Regions from separate parts of the Sus scrofa genome. Here region 1 is linked to region 2. Evidence: chromatin contacts called from public promoter capture Hi-C data. All regions are on one chromosome and are shown on one strand. Each heading gives the region's core, a stretch centred on a gene start, on an enhancer-like site or on the middle of the called end of the contact. The rest is flanking DNA. Distances are from core to core; before and after follow the strand shown. Region 1 holds the start of POR (P450 (cytochrome) oxidoreductase). Region 2 holds the start of YWHAG (14-3-3 protein gamma).

The links. Promoter capture Hi-C pulls out the DNA fragments that hold promoters and counts their contacts.
Region 1: a contact with region 2 is called in a promoter capture Hi-C map of liver, with 2.9 times the contacts expected there. The contact joins the promoter of POR here to the promoter of YWHAG in region 2. A contact is called at or near these places in 1 of 5 promoter capture datasets (liver) and 1 of 2 datasets of contacts at active chromatin or transcription factors (alveolar macrophages).

The regions. Positions count from the first base shown.
Region 1 is chr3:10,268,018-10,274,088 of Sscrofa11.1, reverse strand. It overlaps POR (P450 (cytochrome) oxidoreductase), which reads left to right and starts at 3,231. Exons shown (of 16, transcript NM_001129959.1): 1 at 3,231-3,299.
Region 2 is chr3:9,993,400-9,999,309 of Sscrofa11.1, reverse strand. YWHAG (14-3-3 protein gamma) reads right to left here and starts at 4,508. Exons shown (of 3, transcript XM_005661962.3): 1 at 4,190-4,508. The coding sequence starts at 4,276.

The DNA.
Region 1 (6,071 bases), core at 1,982-4,481, 280 kb before region 2:
CAGGTTTGTTTGGGTATTTTTTTAAAAAAATATTTATATATTCCATTTACAATAAGCAAAACATTTGTAAGGCCAAAACAAGAAAGATACAAAGGGTGGACAGTGACGTTCCATTTGTCCTTGGTCCCATATCTCCCAGTTCTCTAGAGACAACCAATGCTATCATTATTTTCTTTCAAGAGAGGTCAGACACATACAACCATATATATATATATACACACACACAGTAGGACAGTTTCCCTTCACTTTCTTCCACTGCCATGCTTTTAAAAACACAAACAGGAGTTTCCATCATGGCACAGTGGTTAATGAACCCAACTAGGAACCATGAGGTTGCAGGTTCAATCCCTGGCCTTGCTCAGTGAGTTAAGGATCTGGCATTGCCGTGAGCTGTGGTGTAGGTCGCAGATGTGGCTCGGATCCCGCGTTGCTGTGGCTCTGGTGTAGGCCAGCGGCTGTAGCTCCAATTAGACCCCTAGCCTGGGAACCTCCGTCTGCCGTGTGGCCCTAGAAAAGGCAAAAAGACAAAAAAAAAAAAAAGTCCCACAAACAGTAGCATACCCTAACTACTGGCCTTCACCTTGCATTTTCCCTTTATCAATTTATTTGAGATCTTGTTCTGTACCCGAAATGAGCTTCCTCCTTGATCTTTTTTTTTTTTTTTTTTTTTAATAGCTGGATGATATCCATGTTTGGATGTGGCAACAATAAGTTGCAATGTGTTTCCACACAGCTTCACCAACTGTGTGTCATTCAACTTTAGGATCCGGTCATCAGCATAGGTGAAAACTAATTTCTCGGTCAAGTTTTTTTTTTGTCTTTTGTCTTTTTTTTTTTTTTTTTTTTTGTTGTTGTTGTTGCTGCTGCTGCTATTTCTTGGGCCGCTCCCGCGGCATATGGAGGTTCCCAGGCTAGGGGTCTAATCGGAGCTGTAGCCACCGGCCTACACCAGAGCCACAGCAATGAGGGATCCGAGCCGTGTCTGCAACCTACACCACAGCTCACGGCAATGCCGGATCGTTAACCCACTGAGCAAGGGCAGGGATCGAACCCGCAACCTCATGGTTCCTAGTCGGATTCGTTAACCACTGCGCCACGACGGGAACTCCTCGGTCAAGTTTTAATTTGCATTTCCTTTCTGTGTGGGGTTGAACAACTCTTCATATGCTTCAGAGCCCTTTGCATTTCTTTTCCTGCGAACTGACAAGTCCCATCATTTGCCCAGATGTATGTCTTATTAATGCGGAGAGGCCGTTGTTTTAGGGAAACTCGTCCTTTGACTATTAATAATTGCGACTATTTCCTCCTGGTCTGTCCTTTGTCTTTTAACTTTGCCTATAGGACTTTGTCACACATCAAATTTTTATTTTTTAGCCTTTTTTTTTTTTTGAACCACAACCTCTACATATGGAAGTTCCCAGGCTAGGGGCTGAATTGGAGCAGCAGCTGCTGGCCTACACCAACACCTGATCCGAGCTACGGCTGCAACATATACCCCAGCTCCCGGCAACGCCGGATCCTTAACCCAATGAGCAAAGCCAGGGAGCGAACCTGAGTCCTCGTGGATACTATTCGGGTTTGTTGCCGCTGAGCCACAACAGGAGCTCCCCACATTTTGATTTTTAGGTAAGTAGATTTCTTAGTCATTTACGGATTCTAGGTTAACGCAGAGAGGTCTCTTGGAGATTAACACAAATTCTCCCAAGGGTTCTTTTAGGACTTTTTTTTCCTTTTCTTTTAAAAGGGTGTTTACCTCTTTTGTCTCTCAGGAATTTATATTAGTGTGAGGTCTGAGGTGCGTAGCTAACTATTTTCCCCCCAGCTGGCTGGTGAGTGTGATTTGAGGAGGAAGGGTTAAGAGACAGGAAGGCCCGTGAGCAGAGTGATTTAAGAGGAAGTTTCCCTGGTCGTAGGTGGAAATTGGAGGTGGCATGTGAATCAAGAACTGCTGAGATCATCCAAGTGACAAGTGACTCCAGGTAGGTCTGAACTAGGACAGAGACAGCTGGAAAGATAAGAAGGGAAGGAGGGCAGTCCTGGAGATGGAATCCATAGGACTCAGTTACTGCTTAAGGGGCGGGGGGGAATCAAAAGAAGCCTCCTGTTTCCTGCCTCAGTCACGCTATTAGCAGAAAGGAAACTCGGTGTTTTGTACTCTGGCTTCACAGAAGCAGGGCCCAAAAATTCAGAGGCAAAGTTTAAATCTTCTCCGGGGAGATGTGCAGCAAGTCGGTGCAAAGGCTGGAGTGCCAGAGATCTGGGTGATGAAATGCCCCCCTGCTCTCTTGAGGGCCTTAGAGTAGGATGAAGGTATTCAGTCCCTTAGTGAGACACTGATGCCCCACCCTGACTGCTGGAGGACTGGTTCCATCGGGTGAATCAGACCAGCTCCTGACAGACTGGAATGGAGGAAGCCTACAACTGGGGTCACTGTAATAATTCTCTCTTTATATAGGACCTGACAGTTTTCAAAGCATCTGGTTGTCGCTGGTGGGTCCCAGCTTAAAGATGGGGAATGGGTTCTGAATGAAGCGAGTTGCCCACTGTTTCAAAAGGAACTCTCAGCAGAGCCTGTAGTAGCAGTAGCAGTCGTAATGATGATAATAGTAATACTTTACATTTCTAGAGCACTTATCGCACCGAGCTAAATTATTTACGAACATGAGTTATACCACCTAATCCTCCTAACCCTATGACATAGGAACCACAGTAGGAGGCAGAGGTGGACTCCTTACCCTCAACTGCGGCAGCCAGACTTTTCAAGGCGCCCTCTGCCCCCTCCCACGTCTTCAGTCCAGTCCTCGCCCCCTGCCTGCTCACTTCCTGCCTCCCCGACTCAAGCGGTTGGAGGGGCCCTGGACACTCTGTCCAAGCAGCCTCGCCATTTTCAGATGAGGGAACTGAGGGCCGTGGAGGAGAAAAAGGCGCGAACACACTCGAGCGGCGCGGCTCACGACCACTGCCCTCCCCTGCACCTCAAGGGCAGCAGAAGCCGCCGTCAGCCCGGGGCGGCGGGGGCGGGGGGAAGAACCGCTCCCTGCTGGGGTACAACCCACCAAGTTCCCAGGCCTGGCGGTGGAGCTGGGACGCTGAGGGGGCGTGGCCGCCCGGGCTGTACCAAGAGCACAGATTCGCAGGGGGGAGGCCTGGCCCCGGAAGCAAGCGTGCGGCCGGGTTGGGCAGAGCGGCGCAGCCACTGGCCACGCCCCCACACCCTGGCCGGCGCCGGCGGTGGTAGCGCCTCAGTGGTGCGGGCCTGCGTCCTGCTCAGGTATCCGGAGTCCTGCCGGCAGCCCTCGGTGAGTGTGTGTGTTCGCAGGTGCTGGGATGGCGGGGTCGGGACGCTAAGGTTCTGGGTGGCGGGGCTGCTAGACACCCGAGGCTTCCTGGGCGCCTCGGCCTCCTGGGCCCTGCGCGCTGGGGCGGGCTTTCGGGCCGGATCGCTGCCGGTATCGCCTGATTCTCGCACGGAAAGCGCGACTCCCATCTCGGCCCTTCCTGGGGTGGCCCATCCCCTCGAGCTGACCTCTCGAGGTGACTGGAGAGTCGTCTTTTCCAGTGCCTAGGACGCCCCGATGGCCCTTCGGCGGAAGACCAGTTCTTGGCGTGAGAGGGCTCGGGCTCCAGCCCCCACGCCGCCACCCTCCTGGGAAGTCACTTTTCCTTCCTGAGCCTGAGTTTCCCCGTCTGTACTGTGGGTCTCAGGAATTGGGTTAATTAGCGGGAGGACGCGCTCGATGTCTGCAGGTGGGGCTCAAATCTGACCCCGCAGCATCAGGTGGGCTCAGTCGAGGGCTCAGAGGAGCCTGCCAGCCCGGTCTCTGTTGGGAAATGTTCTGCGTGCCATCGAGGCCCCCGAATCCCTGGGGGATAGTTCTTCTGGCGGGCAGGTGCTTTGCCGGGCTCTGCTGAACAGCCGCTACACCTTTAGCTCGTCAGAGCAATTGGGTAAGAAGTCGAGGTCTCCTGGGCAGCGAAGACAGTCACCATTGTGTAAGCTGGTGACAGCGATTTGGGGTCGTTTCAGAGAACGTGGCTGCCTCATCTCTTAGATCAACACAATACAGCCTTCCCTCTGAATTTGGCTGAAGTAGAGAATAGACCAGAGGAGACTGGGCTGGAATGGGTAGTCCTGGGTTTGAACTTTGGCATCTTGTCAGGGCACTTAACTTCTTGGAGCCTGTTTCCCCAATGGTGGCGCAAGCTACCTACAGGCCCCCACAGGGTTGAGCTTCTGAGGATCAAAAGAGAGAGTCTGGGAGTTCCTGTGGTGGCTCAGGGGCTGACAAATCTGACAAGGAACCATGAGGTTGCGGGTTTGATCCCTGGCCTTGCTCAGTGGGTTAAGGTTCTGGCGTTGCCATGAGCTGTGGTGTAGGTTGCAGACGCGGCTCGGATCCCGTGTGGCTGTGGCATAGGCTTGGCAGCTGCAGCCTAGCAACCCCGTTATCCCACAGGTGCGGCCCTGGAAGAGGCAAAAAGACAAAAAGAGAGAGGGTCTTGGAGGGTGACACTGAGAACTGTAACAAGAGAGCTGAGCAGTTAACTAACTCCCTCCACCCCACCCCACCCCACCCCACCCCACCCCACCTCACCTCCGAGATCCAGTGTTCCCTCTGTGCAATGCTGTAGTTCCTCTCCCCTTTGGGTAGAAGGCATTAATTCATTAACCATTCACAGTTCATCTACGCACATCCCCTGTGTGTGGTTGGGGGGTCAGCTGGATGGGGAAAGCAGTCCAAAAGTCCCAGTTAGTAAAGCAGCCGACCCTGAAGAAAGCACTTTCCTTTCTTTGTGTCCCTTTAAGTTTTCATTTCCCTTTTGAGAAAGTGGTCAGTTCTTGAGCGTCTCATGATTTTCATGCCATGTCAGGTAGAAAACGGTTGCATTGGGCAGATAGCTTAGTCATGTCTAAGGAACTGGCCTGCATTTCCGAGAATGGAAATCTTCCAGTTGGCTTGTAGTGTGAAAAACTTCAGGGTCATCGTAACTCTCTCAAATCCCTCGTGTCTACCACTTAAAAAAAATTAGAGGCAGGTGTGAGGTGAAAGGAACCTCAGGGATGAACTTCAGCACCTGGAAATGGCCTTGACTGCCGTCCGCGCCCGAAGCACTGGGGCGGTGTGCGTTTGTAAACAGCCGTGGGAGTTGTTTGTTGCCACACCAGCCTTAATTTTAGGACCTGTTGGTGACCCTGAATTGATCCCTTGTTAACCTGGTGAAAATCAGGGTCTAAGTTAGATCATAAGTTCATGTGTACCTAGGAGATAGGCTGTTTGAAATCAGAACAGCTTGGCAGCTCCAGAGCTTTTACTTGTTAAATTCATGGAATCTTTCAAGTTCATAGGAATGTAACTCTGAAGCAACCTGCCCTGCCCCCCTCCCCGGCCCTCGCCCCGTGGCGGCTTCTGTAGTGGTAGGATTTTTCATAGATCCAGAGGGCCCCGCTGCCCTTGCAACATCTCTCCTTCCTCCTGCTTCTGGAAGGAGCAGGGCCCTGGCTTGAGGGGGCCAGGGAACCTGAGTCCCAGCTCAGGTACTAACACTGTGTGCCTTTCAACAAACCACCTGAGGGCCTCAGTTTGGTGCTTTGGGATTTAACTTTTATCTCAGATTCGTTTAAGTCTAAAACATCAGAAAAAAGTGAAATGGAGAAATGACTGTTTTTATTAAAATATTTTAAATTCTGTTCACACAAATACCAAGTGCTCATTATTTTTAAAAATACTATCATAGAAATACCCAGTTTAGGGGGTTCCCGTTGTGGCACAGCGGAAACAAATCTGACCAGGCACCAAGAGGTTGCAGGTTCGATCCCTGGCCTTGCTCAGGGGGTTAAGGATCCAGTGTTGCCGTGAGCTGTGGTGTAAGTCGCAGATGTGGCTCGGATTCAACCCCTAGCCTGGGAACCTCCATAGGCTGCGGCCCTAAAAAAAGCAAAAAAAAAAAAAAAAAAGAAAGAAAAAAACTACCCCAGTTTAATAGTGACAATAGTGAACATCCCTCAGTCTTACACTGAGATAGAAAATCACTGCCAGTGGTGTAGTATATATTCTCCAGATATTTTCCTT
Region 2 (5,910 bases), core at 3,259-5,758:
CAGTCGACTATGTGGTCAAGCTCTAACAAACAGAGCTTAAAAAATTAGACAAGACAAGGGTTTATATGCGATCTCCCCCCGCCCCCCAACTGTTACATAAAATGATCATTGCTTCTTTTCTTCCACATCTCGTGGGATCTGGTAGAAATACAGAAATAATTAGATGCCCTGCCAGATACGAGCTATGGTTGGTGACAATGGGCTAAGAAGTTGTTTCTCGATGTCTCAGAAACACCAACACAGTGTGCTGAAACATCTTATTTACTCGACGCCCATCAGTTTAGAATCCGGTGCCCAAAGAGCTCCCCACCCTCAGCACTGCACAGTGTTCTTTAGGGAGCCGCTGCCACGCAGCAGGCAAGTATGTCTAACAAAGTCAGCCTTGGACTGGAAATGAGTGATACTAAGAACACCAGCAAAATTCCTGTAATCTCCAAATAGGTAACACTTTGCTGATTTCAGGTAAACTGTTATTCATTTGGGTAAGCATCACGTAGTTTTTAGAACCTTTAACTTTTTAATGGAAATACAAATCTAGCCAAGATAGGTCCCTATTTTCGATTTAGGCTGAAAAGGGTCAGATGTCAGTTAACAAAGACAAAGGGACATGATTACCATTGGCTGTGAACACTTCCTTGTTGACACATTCCTGAATCAGTAATCAGGTACTGAAATCCAGCCAGCTACAGCCAGATCATCACTTTAAAATATCGTTTTCCCATTTTTTCTAGGTAATGGCTGCCTATCATTGCGAATGTACTAAATGTTACTGAATCATACACTTGAAAATGTTTGTGTTATGAGACTTTTACCTCAATAAAAACAAAATTGTAGCCTCCATTCTTTTTTTAATAATTTAATTTGTTTCAATAACTAAGTCTTCCGCCAAGTGCTAGGGGATGAAATCCTCCCCAGGGTCTGCAATTTATCCAAAGAACTGTAATGAGGATGCACATTTAGCAACTTCTTTTATCTCAATATAACTCAAAAGATACATATGAGATATTTTAAATAAGAAAAAGCACTTAACAGTCATTGCAGTTACTGCAAAGGATAATGTAAAGGGCGAACTGTTATCTGTGTTCTTCCAATCCCAAAGATGAGAACTGAAACCACATGACTTAAGAGTAAAGGCTGGCAGAACTCCGCCTCTCAAGTCTACAGAGGGGTCATTACTCCATTAGTGATAATGGCTATTGATCTAGCCTCCTGGAAAAGCTAGGAGGAAACAGAATATTTAACACAGTAAAAAAAATGTTAAGGTGTATCTATTCCACTAGAAAGACTTTTTTATATTATTAAGATAGACTTCCGCCACCACTGCCCTCTCCCACACACACCTGAGTTAAGTTGCTTAACCCAGTAACTTGAACAAAATTAGTAGCTCAGAATCTTTTCTCCACCTCTCACCCCAAGCAAGTACCAAAGTCTACTCAGAATACCAACTCAAGAGGCTATTAAAATCCAAAGGACAAGTAAGTATTGTCTAATAGGAAACATCTCAGGATTCACTCTTTTTAGATACAAGCTTATGCATTTATCTTAAAAGACTAAACTTCCCCCTCTTCCTCCCTTTCAAAATACTGCATATTATTTCTACCCTGGTCACCCACATGTCACAGGTCCTAACTATTACTAGGGTAATTTCATTAAATTCAAATAAATTTCATCACTCTAGCACCTGGATTACTCCAACCTTAAGGGAAGGACTTTTTTTTTGTATCTTCCTCTATTTTCCAAATTCAGTGATAACCTTTACAAAGAGAGGAAGAAACAGTTACTTTTTTAAAGCATCTACAGTTTTTATTTAATCCTTGCAACTTTTTCAAGTAGGTATTGACCCATTTTACAGAGGAAGAAAGTGAAGGTCAAAGGTAAGCCTAACCCTCAGAATCACAGTAAACAGGTTCGAAAAATGTCTGCTTTATTTTATGAACTGTTCTTTCCTCCATGCTCTGTCGTCAAAGAGCAGAAGCATCAACACAGCAAAAGAAAACTTTTCCCAATCCCAAGCTCAAGTGTTCTGAAACGGATTCTCATTCCCTGACATTTACTGAAAATGACCGAGTAGGAAGTTGTAATTTTTTAAAGGTTTTTTTAAAACCTGCCACATTAATAATTTGCAATAAAGCCATGTATACAACCCACCCCTGCACTATGATCACAAAAAAATTGCTTAAAATTTTTAACTTTATTCCTTCATTGCCCAATTTTAATAGTGAGATGAATGTTTAAAAACACTACTGTATCCTTAAACTTTTGAGAAAACTAGAAATAGGAAGGAGAACAGGCATATCTAGAGGTCCCTGATTTGCAAGTCTAAGGATAAATGAAATACTTTATTTTGGGGACCAATTCTCATCTGATAGAACATAAAGTACTCAATTCCACCTGGCTCATCTGATAATTTCTGCATTACCTTGGACAAATGCCATCTGAATACTCCCTACCAGCCCTTAGGTGCATTGCAGCCTCTGTGTCATTGTGTGACATCACTGGGTTGCTATGGATATAGGTGCGAGGTCACTCGCTTTCCTGTGAAACTAGAAATATGGAAAAATTAGAAGAGTCTAAATAATTGAACTGAAGATACTGATATCTATTAAAGTATAACTTCTATCATTTGCACTTTAAAGACAGCAACTGTAGCAGTCTCTTAATAAAGCAGTGCTCCCAATTTCAGAGTCAATTCTCTTCCTTAAGGGAATAAAAACCCCTTATTAATGTAGATGACTTAAATATAAAGGCATCAGTATTGTCATCTTTTGTGAACCAGTAAAATTATTCAAGAATTAATGAATCTGTAATACCTACACTGCTTCATTAAAAAGATTTAACACGCAAGGTACACTCCTGCATCTGCTACACACAGGAGATGCACTTTAAAACCTTTGTTACATAAGGCAAGAAGTATTTAACTTATTTATTAAAATAGTGGGAGACCTAAATCACTAGATAATTTTCTAGGTTTCATTTAATAATGGTCAATACTCCCCCCCACCATCAAACTGGTTGTCTGCCCATTAGACAAATGTAGTGTTACAAAATGGTGCAATACAGGCAGGAATCTGCATCCCAGACAAAATGCGACAACTGGAGATCAGTATTCTCTTTTCATCACCAATAAGGATGTGATAGCTTTTTTTAAGCCTCAGATATATCTAACAAAACAAATTAAAAAAAAAAAAAAAGATATTTTTTCCCCTTTAAAATAACTCCTCCCAGCCTCCACCCAGTCTAGGCTCTCTGCAATATGACAAATGCAGAATCTTCTGGAATGACTTGATACTGCCTCCCACCACCGCTTTGTTTGCAGTATCAGATCAGAGAGAATATTTTTTCAACTTATAGGAATTTCAACAGATGTGTGCCTGTGTTTAAAAGAGAAACGGCATATTATCACAAATTGAACCAGTCAGCTAAATTCACAACCTTTATTTTTAAGACAATACCTACCCTTTTCAATACAAAAAACACTAGGAAAAATTAGAGATAACATATTAAGAACAATCAATGAAAAAGCTAGCCAAACAAACGTTCCCCTCTTCCTAAAATCAAGAGGGCTTGCTTTGAGGTAAAGAAAGAGGAGCCTTTTGTTAAGAAAAACGTGAGCAAGGAGGTTTCGATTTTGTACTACTGCGCCCAGGTTTTCAGGACAGCCTACGTTTTTACCGGGGAGACTCTAAAGGACCTGTCTCGAGAGACAGTGGGAAGATTTGGGGAGAGGGGGAGCATCAGAAAACCGGGAGACCTGCTGAGTGAATGGAAAAGGCGCCGCCCAGACACCAGGGAGAAAAGAGGAACCGCATCCATGCGGTCCCCCGCCCCCACACGCCCAGGCTGGGAGGAGGGGAAGTGGGGCACAAAGGATGCGCGTGGCCCCGGCTCAGGTCCCCGGCAAAGCCAAAGGCGCGGCGGCCGGAGAGCCGGCTGCCCAGACCAGCCCTGCAAGACCCCGCCCCAGCCCGAGCGCGAGGAGGGCTGAGGAGACAGCGCCGCCGGCCCCGGGGGACGCTCGGAGCGAGGCCGCGTCACACCCGGTCCTCAGCGCTCTCGGGACCCTCCCCAGCTCCCTCAGGGGCGAGAGACCTGCAGCTGCAACAGGCAACCAGTCCCCCGGAAGAGCCGACGAAGGCCCGCGTCTGCAAAGGGGCTGGGGCGAGGCGGGGGGAGGGGAGGAGAAACTCACGTTCTTCATGGCCGCGGCCATGTCGTCGTAGCGCTCCGCCTGCTCCGCCAGCCGGGCTTTCTGCACCAGTTGCTCGCGGTCCACCATCTTCACGGGCTGGGTCGGGCCGGGCAAGGAGACCGGGGCGGCCTGAGGGGCTCAGGGGACGGCTGCGACGCGGCTGGAGCCCGTGTGCCGGAGGGACCGACCCACGAAGCGAGCGGCTGAGGCGGCGACGGTGGCGGCGCAGAGGCTGCGGCTCGAGCTGCGACCGCGGGACCGGGCGCGAGGCGGCTGCGACTGCTGTGCGTGCCGCGGGCGGACAACCCCCTGCGGCCCCGCCCACGCCGCGTGACGCAACGGCCCCGCCCACCCGCCCGCGCACCCCCGCCCCGGCCCTTCCGTTCCTTGGGTTTCCCCTCCCCAACTCAGCTCGGCGCCGCTCTCTGGGCGTCCCCTCCTTCCCCGCTGCCCCCCAACGAGCCGGGTGCTTCCCTTCACCCCGGCTGCTGTGCCCTATCTTCTCCAGACGGCCCCCACCCTTCGTCCTGCAGACCGCGGCCCTCTCAGGCCTCCGGCGCCTGGGCCCCTGGGAGTTGTAGTTCATCCTCGGGTGCGGCGATACGTTGGGGAGATCAGGGACAAAGGGGCAGCCAAGACTACATCTCCCTGTTGTCGTAGCGCTCAGACAGAGGAGGATGGGACGGGGAGGGGGGGGTTCCTAATTCTGCGGCCGCTGGGGACCCCTGGCGGGGACGGAGGATGCATCAGTCCCAGTGAGTGCTGATTCACGGCCCCGCCCCACATGCTTGGGGAAATTACTGGAGGAGGGGGCCAGGGCCTCAGCCCTGGACCATGTTTCTGAGATAAAATAGCAGGACATGGAGGGGGGTGGGGGTCTGGAGAGGTGGGGTCCGTACACTATTGATTAAAACTGTGAGGGTGGTGACCGCCTGAGGGATGGTTGAATTAAGGAGCCAAACCTTGGGGGACTGTCACCCTCCCCCACAAGGTTCCAGCTCCCTCCGCATCCCCACCTTGAGATTCTTGGACCTGACAGGTGGAAATCTGGAAAGACAAATACCAGGAGGGCGTCCTGGTCAATTTGTAGAAAGGATACAGCAGTAGTTTGCGGGTCTACCCCTGGTGAGCCCCTTCCTTCCTCTCCAGGGTGGAGCATTAAAGATTCAATTCAGTTAGCCAATGGCTGCTCAACACTGGGTTGTGTGTAGGGGTTAACCAACTCTTTTCTGCCCGCCTAGAATATACACGCTGAGGTCAATCTGACTAATTCTTGCTCATGTGCTTCCCTTTTTGACATTCCATGTAGCTCACACAACCCACAGTTTTGACTGCACGTTTTATTTCGTTTATCCAGCACTTATCTTATTGCACACCTACAATGTTCCAGGCACTGTTCTAGGCAATAGGGTACGGCAGAGAACAAATCAAATAAAATCCCTGCCCAAGAAAATAGGCAAAGTAAAGATAAGTGTGTAGAGTACTTTAGAAAGTAATAAAGAATTTTTTTTTTTTTTGCACCCACAGCATATGGAAGTTTCTGGGTCAAGGATCAAACCCACGCCTGCAGTTGAAGCCTGCACCACAGCTGCAGCAATAGCAGATCCTTAATCTACTTCCCACAAGGAAATTTCCAGGGATTTTTTAAAACAGTGAATATGAAGTGTTGTGTATGAGACCAGAGAATAAAGGAGTTTCGGAGAATTATTCCAGGCTTGATT